2 separate regions of the Drosophila melanogaster genome follow, and region 2 is linked to region 1. Evidence: chromatin contacts called from public HiChIP or PLAC-seq data. All regions are on one chromosome and are shown on one strand. The core of a region is the stretch at or near the end of the contact, and the rest is flanking DNA. Distances in the headings are between cores, read along the strand shown.

What was found. HiChIP or PLAC-seq counts read pairs in DNA pulled down with a chosen protein or histone mark.
Region 2: a Psq HiChIP or PLAC-seq map of the Kc167 cell line shows a contact between it and region 1, with 3 times the contacts expected there. The contact joins the promoter of Arp2 here to the promoter of hang in region 1. A contact is called at or near these places in 6 of 107 Hi-C or Micro-C datasets (the D17-c3 cell line, the Kc167 cell line, the S2 cell line and 2 more) and 1 of 6 datasets of contacts at active chromatin or transcription factors (the Kc167 cell line).

Annotation. Positions count from the first base shown.
Region 1 is chrX:16,419,342-16,426,111 of dm6, reverse strand. It overlaps hang (hangover), which reads right to left and starts at 3,281. Exons shown (of 8, transcript NM_167521.3): 1 at 2,485-3,281. The coding sequence starts at 2,832. It overlaps AnxB11 (Annexin B11), which reads left to right and starts at 3,870. Exons shown (of 8, transcript NM_001272689.1): 1 at 3,870-4,331; 2 at 5,994-6,062; 3 at 6,342-6,770. The coding sequence starts at 6,051.
Region 2 is chrX:16,551,616-16,558,385 of dm6, reverse strand. It overlaps Arp2 (Actin-related protein 2), which reads left to right and starts at 4,435. Exons shown (of 7, transcript NM_001103531.2): 1 at 4,435-4,605; 2 at 4,828-5,042; 3 at 5,936-6,046. The coding sequence starts at 4,995. Pp2B-14D (Protein phosphatase 2B at 14D) reads left to right here. Exons shown (of 1, transcript NM_001258786.3): 1 at 1-3,759. The coding sequence ends at 691.

The sequences.
Region 1 (6,770 bases), core at 2,032-4,531:
ACCTATTCCAACCAGTCCAGTCAGCCCTCACCCGCCATCTTGGATGAGGCAATGGAAGGAAATGTGCGGATGCCTCTGCTGCTTCTCTGTGTGCCCTTGTTGGCTTCCCCTCGTATCCAATACCCCAAGCCCGCCGCTCCCCGCGGAATCCCTCTTTTATCGGCATGTCATCTCGTCACGTCGCTTCATCTTCATCGTCGTCGTCGTCGTCGCATTTTTTGGCCAAGGGGAGAAAGTTGGTCCACCTGGGGACCAAGAGCCACAAAATGGAGACGCCGCTCAACTGCTCAACTGCCTGCCCGCTGCTTCAGTTTGTTGTTGCTTTTGTTGTTGGAAATTCGATGCGGGCCGCAGGAGGAGCTCATCCAGCCAGTTAAAGAAGCAGCAGAAGAAGGCATAAAGCAGAAATATATGAACATCCCGCCAGGTAATCTGGTGTGCCCAAGGTGAAACCACTCGACGAAATTGTGTGCCCGGTTTTGGGTCTCCGCCGCTGACCGTTGTCCGCTTACCGCCAGCCAACCCCTGCTCTTTCTTCATAACCGTGCCCATATACCTATGCCCTTACCCATGCTGAAGCCCAAGCCCAAGCCCAAGTCCGAGCCCATACCCAAGTCCATGCCTATGCCCATACCCATACCCATTCCCATACCCATATACCCACTCCCGTTTCCCGGTCTCTTTTGCCAGTGTCTTTGTTTCGTTTGCCTGTGGTGCTGTGTGCGTGTGTATGCCATGGCGAGCATGTGGTCCGCCTCCAGATAACGAGAACGGAGCAAGAGCAAGAGCCAGCACAGCCAGAGCCAGTGCCAGTGGAAGAGGAAGAGCCAAGAGCAACAGCAAGAGAAGCAGTCGAGCTAGCGACGATGACGACGATGACGCCAACTTATATATGTACAATATACACCACCTCTGTCGGAGCCAACTGGCGTGCCATGGTGTGCGTGTGTCCATGTGGCCATGTTCCCGTGTCTGTGTGAAGAGCAATTGCCATGAAATCGAATCGAAGCCCAGGGAAAAGAACAGAGAATCGCGGCGAAGCAACCGAGCACCATTGGACCCAACCATCTATCCATCCATCCATTGGGGGCACCAAGCAGACCAAGCTGGCGAAGCGGATATGGAATATTGGGGATACACATACTGGATGGAATGCCGGGCAAACCCAGCGGAAAAAACCGGAAAAGCAAGCATGCAAGAGGCCGTAGAAAGAATCAATAAACGAAGCTAGCGAAGCCCCAGTCCAAGTCCTCCTCCTGTTCCGCCTGTTCCGTCTCCGTCACTTCAATTTCCTTGCAAGGATGCGCGCGCGCAAAGAGAGAGCGCCGGCGGAGCAGAGAGCAACTGCTGCCCTCCAAGCGAAATTCCTTGAAAAAGGTACGCAGCAGGCAGCTACAGCGCAAAATTATATGTAATTGGCCTGGGTTTTTGGGTTTTCGGTTTTTCGGTTTTCTGGCCTGGAATCTCTGAATCTCTGTGTGTCCGCCGCACACACACCAACACCGATACAGCCAGGGGCACACAGACGCAGCCAGGCACACTAATACCAAGGCAACAACGGCGGCGGCGGCGGCAACGACGGCGCGCTCATCGGGCTTTATGCTTTGTGCTGGTCATTCGCAGCTGCTCTCGCAATCGAGAAGTGGAGGATGAAAAGGAGAACGAGGAAACGGATGAGCCGCTGGAGGAAGAAGAGGAGCAAGCGGAGCAGGCTGTAGATTTTTGGAAAGGAAGCAGGATCAGTTCTAACCTCAAAGCGGGAAGGCAATGAAAGCAATGGAATCGAAGAAGGAGGAGTAGCAAAAGTGTAGAGTTCAAGTTTGATTATGAGCTAAAGATTGTGGTCGTGATTGGATTTCAGCCAGAATGGAGCTCCAATTCTACTCCTCCGTCTCCTCTTTCTCCTACACCCATTCTCTTCCACTCCCACTGCATCGTGACTTGGCAGTGGAAACATTGGAAACCCAAAACCTAGCCACACACCCATACCAAAGCAGATGAGGAGTAGGAGGCGGAGTTTGGCTGGTTTTCGGTTCGTTCGTTTTTTTTTTTTTTGTTTGCTTGGTTTTTCGTTTTTGGATGTGGCTGGCCATCATCTTTGGTTGCTTGCACAATCCCCCTTCGATGGGTCTTGAACTCCGGGGCCCAATGCCCACTGCCCAATGGTTACTCGGCATCATCCGTAACCTCACTTTTCCATTCTGTCCAGCGAACGGGTGTGGCCACCGCCTCATCCTTCCACTGACCATTTGGGATCTGTGTGTATAACTGTTAATGGTGTCCAACCACCAGAGCACCGGAGTGCCAGAGCACCCAAGAGAGCGTTCAGTGAGAGCGGCGGACTCGGACTCGGAATCGGAGACCCGGGATGACGACACCGACGGCAGCAATGGCGATGGCAACAGCCGGATTATGTATATACCCGCATCCGCATCCGCACCCGTGCCCATGCCCACACCCATACCCATACCCATAACCACTCACCTTGATGCCGACGCAGTTGTGGATCTTGGTGGACAGCGGCTCCTTGTCGGCCGCATAGCTATTGATGATCGAGATGCATTCGGTTTGTGGGGCGATGCACAGGCGACAGCAGTTTTGTCGCGCCGACCGTTCGCTGTTGCTGTTTCTCGCCGATGTTGCTGTTGCTGCTGTTGGAATGGCCGCTTCAGGGGATGTGGTTCCCGCTGACGCAGTGGCTACCGTCGTCGTTGTCGTTCCAGGCTGTGTCGCTGTGGCCTCCAATGCTACCGATGCTGTTGTTGTTGCGACGGCTGCTGCTACTGCTGCTGTTGTTGTTGTTGTCGCTGTTGCCGCCGCAGCGTCGCACATTTTGTCGCTTTTGTATTGGTCGCCCTCTCGCTCTCTTCTTTGCCGCTTGCTTCTACTTCTCGGTTGAATTTGTTTTTGGGTTTGGTTTTTTGCACGTTTTCACTTTTGTTTCGGTCTGCGTCCGTTCGCAATCGTTCCACACCATCCACATCCACTACTACAATATACTACTATGTGCTATATTATCCGCTCTCCGACGGAAACGACCACGCCGCTCGCGTTTCCCACTTTTCGCACATTGTTCGCACTGGTTCTTTTACTTATTTCGTTGCCATTGATCCTTTGCTGATTCGCAATTTGGAGTTTCGCTCTTGGGTTTCCTTTATCTTCGCCTATTTTTCCACTTCGCTTTTGTTTGGAGGAGTCGCACTGGAAAAAAAATGACCGCTACACTGGGACTGCGAATTGCCGTGGCGTATCTGCGACTGTAAACGGGAAAATGATTTCTGGCGAAAAAAGGTCGTTTTTGGCTAGAGATGGGCACGCCGGGCGAAGCCTGGACCTTACTATCGCTATCGCTTGTGGCAGACGCATGCGTGGTCACACTTACCACTGTACGGCGGTTTTTCTTAGCGGTCGCATACCCGGTCACTCTGGGAAATAACCATCAAAGAAGCCATTTTAATTCGATAAGTCGATCTCTTTGACTTTTTATATCGCGGCTATATAGAATTTCAAAATAAAAGTATGAAAAACTCCACATAAAGATTGTACAAAGATTCTCTATAAAGTGAATCATAAAATTTACTGCATTGAACGTACTTTAGCTTAAATTTCCGTTGATTTCTTATTGGGAAATTAGGTATGTTAAGAGATTTGAATTAAGCAACTACAAAAGTGAATTCTGAAAACTGATTTCCAAATTAAAGAAAATAATGTTTTAATATTGCAGTTACTTCGCAGTTATACCGGGAACATACGAAATTGTGAATGCACCGGCTACTCGATAGCCACCGATATTCCGATTGGAAAGGGCACAGCTATCGACTAGAATCGAGTAATCAAAGTAACAACAGGTTGTTGTCCCGCCCTGGCGGTAAGTCAGTTGATAAATTCACTTCGGCATTACAAAATACCCGCAGAGTGCCAACATCGCGTTTGCCGATACTTAAAGTAATTAAAAGCGTTATAATTGTGCCGTTCTTTATGGTGTATTTGTTTTCGCGCAACATGCGTGTTCTTATTGCTGTTTAACACGTTTCCCTGAAGTGTAGACTTGTGAAATCTTTACTTTAAGTCTCTGCTCCCAAATATTCTCCAAGACAGACGTATTTGTGTGCCTGTGTGTGTATCTGCCGAGAAGAAATACATATATCGTACGACTGGTGGCGGGGTAACCAGCGATAGAAACTTTCGTTTGATATCTTCAGATACAAAGATACAATTGTATCTCGAAATGCAACTACTCACACACACGCACGCACGCACACCGGCACTGACACGTGTTGATGTGCTGCACTTGTGTGCGTTTTACCCATCTGTTGATTGCGACCTTGCTAGTAAATAATTACCATCTAATAAATTATGATACAATAGGAATAGATGCGCCCACCTATGTATCTAATTATGTAGGGGCGTGCACATAAGGCCCATTTTTATGCCTAAATGCCAATCTTCTGACCTATCTATCTATCTCATGTGCGCTTTTAATAGGTTATACTTAAATGAAAGCGATCGAACTTATACTTTTCCCGGAATCCGGGACCATTTCAAAGAATTTCAAGATAAGCGCACTCAAAGTTGTAAGCGATTATTGTCTTATTTTTAGTGGTATTTACGCAAAGTTGTTCGAATTTACTGTGCCAAAATCATAAGTAAAGAAATATATAAAAAGTACAACAACTAATTGCAAAATGAAGCATCAAAATTGTATTTCGCAAATGTTCGAAATATCTTTTCGGCTCTATGTAACTATGAATCCAAAATTCACAGGAATTTTACTTCTGATCCATTTGTAAAAGCATGACTCAATTAGTATACATAGATACTTAGATACATAGATACTTATGTATGCGCACGGGTAGACTTTGTTGACGTGGGTTTGAGTGTAAGATGAATCATCTCGGAGTGAGCAAATGCGTTCTGTTGCCTTGAAAACGGCCCTTTCCGATGATAATGGACCGCAGAAATCGCTGCGGTGGAAATAAAGCCATTGTTCTGGTTATTTGCGCTGCGAGGTGCCATTGAAGTCTTTTCCAAAACGAATTTAACTTAATTTTTTGGTTAAAAATGTATAAAGAGTGGGACAGAACAGACCGTACATGCAGTTGTTTATGTTTATCAATTGAAAAGTTTTCAAGAAAGGCTTTGCAAATGACGAAACAATTGGAAAACAAACCCAAAGCCTTTGTGCAAATAGTTTAATATATTATATTCAGGCCTCACATTTGTTTCCATACCCATTAAGTCAGGAGGCGTCCCTCTGTCTGAAGCAAAAAATTATAAATTACAAGTAACACGCATGACCCGCAGCTATATTGCGCATATATAATATAAGGTAAAAGGGAAAACACAACGTTTATATATATGTATATATATGTATATATATATATATATATGTAGATATGAAGTACCTTGTGGGCCACAAATGGGTGTAGCATACATGTGTACATGTGGCGAAAGTCTACATTGGCGACATTTCAGTGGAACCATTATAAGGTCTCTTGGGACAGTTTACTATATCGCCGAAATTAATTATTTTATTTTAATGTTTTTGCATATTTCATATATCCATATCAGTTGATTTATTTTTTTGGGAAGTTCCCTCTCTAAGCAAAACCGGATGCCTTTATCCCATATATGACGCAAATTCATATTACTCTTAATTGCTTAAATTATAAGGCATACCCTGTAATAGTGTTCTTATCTAATAGCGCAATCCCCACTCCAATTTGATTGGTTTCCAATGTATGTATACTCAAATACAAGTTAGACCTATTTTATAACTTAAAGTTTGATTTGTACATTAGCACGTTTTGTTGCGTAGTGTAATCTAATGTTTCGGTTCAAAGTCGCTTGTACCTTCTATTTGAGCACCAATCTTTAACATGATGTTAGATCAGCTGATTAAACATTAAAACTATATGTACATTGTACTTGTGCATGTGTGTGAATATTTTCAATTTAACGAAACGCATAATTCCTATTTTGCTCTTTTCCAGTACTGAATCTCAATCACCGGAAATTATCCACAGAATCTCCATAGAACCTCCCTCAAAATGTATCCCTTCGTAAGTTTTGAATGCACATCCTGTAGATTTTAGTTATAAAAGTATCAGCATTAATAAGTGCCTTGGTTCTTAAATATCATAACATATTCACAATATATTTTATAAATAAGTTTGGTATAACATATTTTTTTGGGTATAAAACTATAATAATTTATTCGGGTGAGTTCTTTCGTTTAGTCTGATTCATTTTTCTAAGAGATAGATGTCATTCTTGTGAGCTCTGTGTTTAATTCAGCGCCATGGAGTCAACTTGAATTGTACATTTTCTGACTTTTATAGGGTTCTGGAATGCCATCGCACCCCCCTACCTCCACTAACCACCACGAGCCGCCACGGGCGCCCTTTGGAGCTGGTTGGGTGCCACCGATGCAGCAAAACTCGCCATACCCACCACCCTCCCAGCCACACCCACACTCACAGCCATCGTCCCAAATGCATCCTCAGCAGCATCAGCAATATCCAGGCGGAGCTCCAGCTCCTTATCCACCAATGTCGGCACCGTACCCGTCCGCCGCCCCATCCTATCCACCATATCCCACCTCGAATCCTTACCCGGCACAATACGCTCCTCCAGCGCACAATCATTATCAGCAGCCATCGGTGTCGAACAGTCCCTATCCCGCGGATCGTGGATACACACCGGCCATGACAGCCGGATATGATGCGGGCTATGGCTACGGAAACGGACAAGGACATGGACAAGGACAT
Region 2 (6,770 bases), core at 3,186-5,685, 130 kb before region 1:
GTCGATCATCCGGGCGCACGAGGCGCAGGACGCCGGCTACCGCATGTACCGCAAAAGCCAGACCACCGGCTTCCCCTCGCTGATCACCATCTTCTCGGCGCCCAACTATCTCGACGTGTACAACAACAAGGCGGCGGTGCTGAAGTACGAGAACAACGTGATGAACATCCGGCAATTCAACTGCTCGCCGCACCCGTACTGGCTGCCCAACTTCATGGACGTGTTCACCTGGTCGCTACCCTTCGTGGGCGAGAAGGTCACCGAGATGTTGGTGAACGTGCTGAACATCTGCTCCGACGACGAGCTCATGACCGAGGAGAGCGAGGAGCCGCTCTCCGACGACGAGGCGGCGCTGCGCAAGGAGGTGATACGCAACAAGATCCGTGCCATTGGCAAGATGGCGCGCGTCTTCTCCGTGCTGCGCGAGGAGTCCGAGTCGGTGCTGCAGCTGAAGGGCCTGACGCCCACGGGCGCCCTGCCCCTCGGCGCCCTCTCCGGCGGCAAGCAGTCGCTCAAGAACGCCATGCAGGGCTTCTCGCCCAACCACAAGATTACCTCGTTCGCGGAGGCCAAGGGCCTGGATGCCGTCAACGAACGGATGCCGCCGCGGCGGGATCAGCCGCCCACGCCCAGCGAGGATCCGAATCAGCACAGTCAGCAGGGCGGCAAAAATGGGGCTGGACATGGGTAAGCTGTGCCATCTAGTGCGGCTGCAGGACGAGGATGCAGATGCAGATGCGGCACGGTGGAGTCTGGCGAGGTCTGAATTGGTCTGAAGGAGGGGCTGAGTGGAGCGGAGCGGAGGCAACACAAAGAACACCAACCGAACGGAACCTTAATTAAACTTAATGTGGCAGAGCAACAACTTAAATACTAAAACCAATTCTAATTCTAAGTAATTGTCATAACCCCCTGCATTTCGTATGTGATCCCGCACCAGCTCCATGCCCATGTCTATGTCCATGGCCCAGAGCCTCCAAACCGACGGCACGGAGCAGAGATTTGTTTTTACGCAGGCGCGCGCACATTGGATATTAAAATTATGTGTGGCATACTTTGGCGCGCCGGCCCCCAAAACGGAAAATTCCCTTTCGCGATAGAAGAAAACCAACCCATAACGTAACCCATAACCTAGCTTAAGTTGTAATGTATAAACTATAAACTGAAATGGGCAAATTTTAAAATGGAAAATGAACAAAACGGAAAGAGCTAATTGAAATCCCTCCCCCTGCGATAATGCGATAATTTAAGATGAAAAACCCCAGCAGAATCCCCATAATCCCCAGAGGCAAGAAACACTAATCCAATTGAAGAGATATGGGAAACAAAATCCAGCGCTAATCTGTTCCAAACATTTAGCAGCGGCAAAAAAGAAGCGTACATATATGTATACATATGATTATTTAGAAATATCGAGGCGCAGTGCCGAGATGCAACCGAAAGTGTAATGAAATTTGAAATGAGCAAAGGTCATTTTTTGTAATAATCGTAATCCTTGAACTCTAGAAATGTAATCTTGCATAGAAGAAACGAATGAAACAAGCAAACAAATTCGAAACCATTTGCAATATGTGCCGCAATAGTCCATAAATGTTCCTTATACGAATTAAACATTGAAAGTGAAATCAGAGTTTATTTTTTTTTTTTTAAATATATACTTAAATATATGTATATGTATTATTGTTGCATAATCTAACTTTTGACTTAATATGTTACATTTTACGTGTACGACTGTGTGTGTATAACTAACTATTTGCGTTTTATCAGTAGCTTGGCGAACAAAAAACAAAAAACAAAAAAAAACCAACCAAATGGCAAAAGCAAAAGCAAAGAAAAAGCAGCAAAAATCCATAAGAGATCACACAAGATGATAATCGTTGTTTGAGGATCACAGTCTAGCTAATTAATAAATTGATGAATAGGATCGATCGATTTCCATTGATGTGAATGCATTTTGAACACTGAAAGAACGGATCGTTTACCATTTAAATAGCAAATCAAATATTTAACTATTAAATTACTGTGTAAACCTAATAACGTATAATATATTTCTGCGTGTAAATTGAACTAAACGATTAATTAATTAACTAATTTAGCGAATCGATTTTTGTTGAGAGAGAAAGAGCGCTAGCACACACACACACACAAACACAAAACTTATTTTCCTTGACTTAGTATGAGCTAATTGCAATGAGATTAAGCGAATGAGATGTATTTAAGTAAGTATAAGGCATGGCACACACATGAGAAACGGATGAGTTTCGGCGTTTCAGATCAATTCAATGATAATGATGGCAATCAAGTTCTCAATTTGCGCCTACACCTCTTCCCAAAAACCGATGATATCAGCTTCTCCTTTATCACTAATCACAACCACTATCAATGCGAAATCAAAAGCTATAAGATATACCACATACATACTCACGCAAGAAATGCCTTCATCGAGATCATATTATCCACGAACCAAGAATATTAACGCTGTACTTTTGCTTCGACTCTTCAACCACCAATAATTGCATTGAACTCTAATCTAAATATTTATACAGATATATATATATATTATATACCGAGTTGGCATTGGAAAACAGTTAGTTTTAGTGATCTATGCACGTATCGTAACAATACCAAGATTAATTAAATCGTAGCTAAAAGAAACAAATCAAGGATGAGGCGGCAGTCGCAGAGTTTCCCTCTTAGCTTTTATAAAAAAAAAAAAGATGGAGAAATGGAAACAACTTACTCAACTAATTGAGAGATACACCATATTTATATAGATATATATATAGCGTTTTTTTTTTTTGTTAATCCTCCACCACAACTATATAATTATTGAAAGTTGATGAAAGCTGTTGGGCCGTTTAAGTTTCAGAGTTTCTGTTCTATATGTGGTTAAAATTGTTAATGTTGTTACACCGCAAATGCATACTTAGTTAGTTAGTCGAGTGAAATGGGAGTTCCCCCAAATCACATTTAATTGCAATAGTCTCGAGTATTGAACGCCAAGAACACCAATTCCATAGAATGATTGTATACACTCAGAAAATCAATCGGCATTTATGTTCGAAAATCGCCGCAAATATTTTCAACAAGTATGGGTTTTTACGGATTTAAAATAATGAAATTGAAAACTAAATTCCATATTGTTAGGCTATAAACAAATGTTTCTATTGATGGACAACATTTCAGGTATAATTTTTGAAAAACAACAAATATTTATTTCAATTGTTAATACCAAAATACGCATAGGTCAACAATTAAGTTTTAATTTTTTTTTTTTAATATAGTTTAATTATCAAAGAACTATACATTTTAAGCCATTAAACGTAGGCAATATTCAGATAATTTTCTGAAATAAATTAATTGTAAATTTTGGATTCTCTTAGGGCGATTTGCATTCCGAGTGTATCAAGAGCCATGGTAAATAATAAAGCTAAGAAGTATTAATAATTCTACACTATGTATGACTAACAATACATTTGCTTAGTTCCCTCGATAAAGAAAGTACATAACTATTGCATGAGGCATAGGCAAAACTTCCTGGCACATAGTAAAAGTAAATAATTGAATAGAACGGCTGAGGAGGAGATGAGTAGATTTTGATAATATGTACGTCAAGACCATGCCAACATACTTATGGGAACTATTTAAAAAGCATTAAAACGTTCAATATAACACATAATACCCAGACAAAAGCAGAATCAAAAAATGCGGGAACGAGACGGCTGCATGGTATATACATACATATATAAGACATTTCGCCTCTTAAAGCAATTATAAAGATAACAAATGAGTAACGTTTATTATATTATTAAATTATACATACATATACATACTATATAAACGGAATAAAATAAATCAGCAACAAACTTTCCATTTTATGGCGTTCGATCACTTAACTTTTTATCCTTGGGAGCAGTATTGTCAAGTTATCATTTTTCTTCTTAATTGCTTAAATTACAATTCTTTAAATACATGCATGTATTCAATGATGGCGCCAAATTTTGAACCTGTTTTAAGTCTTAATTCAAGAATATTTTTCCAAGTATGAGAGTGAACGAGAGGCAAGAGCGCAAACGAAAAATACCAGAAATCAATGTGAGTATTTTGAAATTTCAGCAATTGCCGAATTGGTTTTTCAAATAGATGTGATTAGTTGTTAAATTGCCAAATCTTTAATCCAATAATTTAATTAATAAAGTCTTAATTGAATTGAAATTGTTTTGTGTAAATCCTGTGCAAGTAACATATATTACTAATAAACTTGTATTTTTTAATCTTTTTTAAATTGTTAAAAGTGGCACACAGACTAGTAAACTTAATTAACAAATTTGTAAAATAATAAAAAAATATAATTGGATCTAGTATCTAAACGGTTCTGGTATTTATTTTCGGTGTTTTGTACGCTTCAGTCCAACGCCGATAGTATCGAATATGCATCTATTTTTATTCAACTCTGGGGAGTAACGAGGGAGTTTTTGTACAGCAGTATAACTAAATTATAAGTATAAATAGTCGATAGCGGCAAACTGTTTCGGCCTAAATTTAATTGCGAGTCTAAATTAAGAGTTCAATTCCCAATAACCGCCAAACGAAGCGGCGATAAACGTAAGCGATAGAGTGGCGAAGAGAGCAAGGTTCCCGCCCGCGTGTTGTGAGAGTGTGCGAGTGGAAGAGGAAAGTGTATGATTAAGTACAATCGCTCTCCGGCGGTCCAAATACAAAAAAAGCCGAAAAGGAATCAATTAACAGTAGTGCTCAACAAACGGCCCAGGAAGTCAACAGGAAAGGCGATTGATGTGCAATATTTTGTTTGGTTTTATCGAGCAGAGGCGCTGCGAGCTGTGATTTCAAACCGAATCACAACCAACACCCAAAAAGGCAACCTGGTCGCGTCATCAGTGGAAGTGGAAAGGCAGTTGCCACAGCAGAGGCAGAAGCAACGGGAGTAGCAGAAGCAGTGGTTTTCCAGAGATCCGGTTTTGAGTCCTTCAAGCATGGACAGCAAGGGTCGAAATGTTATCGTCTGTGATAACGGCACTGGGGTAAGATAACGGGAAAGTCACCACCCGCACCGCCCACATCACCCACAAGCGGTGAAAACAGAGCGCACACACCCACACCATCACCAACGACTGGTGTGTGACACACATTTCGAGTGTTGTTGGCTGCGCTTCTTTCGTTTTCTTCTTCTTGTGGACTAAGCAGCGCTTCTGCTGCTGCTGCTTATTTCACTGCTTGCTGGCCAGCGGGCGTTGACGTCGCGGTTAGTCAAGCAGTTGCAGCAGTTGCAATTACGCGATTGCCTCTTCCTCTCCTTTATATTCCGCTTCCCCACTCTTCTTCTTGCTCTCCGCTTGACTAATCAGTGGATTACTCACGATTCCAGCGTTACTCAGTATCTCCCACACCTACATATTTGTCGAAAGAGCGACACTGGCACACACCAACACTTCCATAAAATTTCCGACAATCAGTTCTTATCGCAGGCCCAGAATTTTTGTATTGTGATAACGGTCCGATTTCGATAAGCGTCCGATAAACCACAACAGTAAAAGCGCAAGCAAATGCTGCACCGAGAAAAATGATTTAGCTGGTCCTAAACCAAATAATCAAAACTAATTCAAAAATTTTTGTTTTGTGATAACGGTCCGAATTCGATAAGTCACAGCAGTAAAAACGCAAGGAAATGCTGCACCGGGAAAAATGATATAGCTGGTCTTAAACAAAATGATTAAAAATAATTATTTATTATTATTATGTGCAATTTTTAAGTACCTGTTGATACAAAAGCATTTTAAATTATCATATTACGTGTTAGGGCTTAACTCAAATAATAATATATGTACATATGTCGGCTGTCATATTATTTTAATGTGTTTCCACATACACCATAATATAAATATATGTATTTATGACATCTCCATTTATTTTTCAGTTCGTTAAGTGCGGATATGCCGGCAGCAATTTCCCCACCCACATTTTTCCCTCGATGGTGGGACGACCCATGATTCGGGCGGTCAACAAAATCGGCGATATCGAAGTCAAGGTATGATCCATCGTACTTACCAATTAAAGTATCTAAAATTAATTAACAATATGATGAGATAGTACAACCATATACACTACACAAATTCAATTGTGCACAGGCCATCAAATACACGAATATCCATATATTATATCATTTTTTTTTTCGATGTAACTACTCCATGACTAGTTAAACGGCAAGAAATACATTTAGCGCATAGAAGTTCACTATCCACCAAATTACCCACCATATTTTTTCACCCCTAACCCATCTGATTTTGGAGTGGAATTGCTCTATTTTCTATTCTGTCTATTAGTGTCGCATATCTACTTACTTCTATATAATTTGTTTTCGATCTACCCCATTCGCATATCGTTTCATTTACCATCTTGATTTCATCACTTCTGGGGGTCACTTATCCCAATATTGCATTTTTGCTTGAGTTGCATTGGTCTCGGTGTGTGGGCCCTCATATTATTATACACATGCATACAAAATATATAAATATATATTATGGTAAATATATCATGCTAAAAGTTGGTCCGTGGATATCTGATTTTAACCAAGGTTTAGGCATAGCTTAATAAACTGTGGATATGGAGGCTGAACCCCGCAGACATTAAGCTTTTTTTTTTTTTGAGTGCATCACTTGATTTTCGATATATAGATCTTACTTAGAAGTTCTTTACTTTAGACAGAAGAAACATCAAATTAAGAATCATTAAGAACACATCTTGAATAGCAA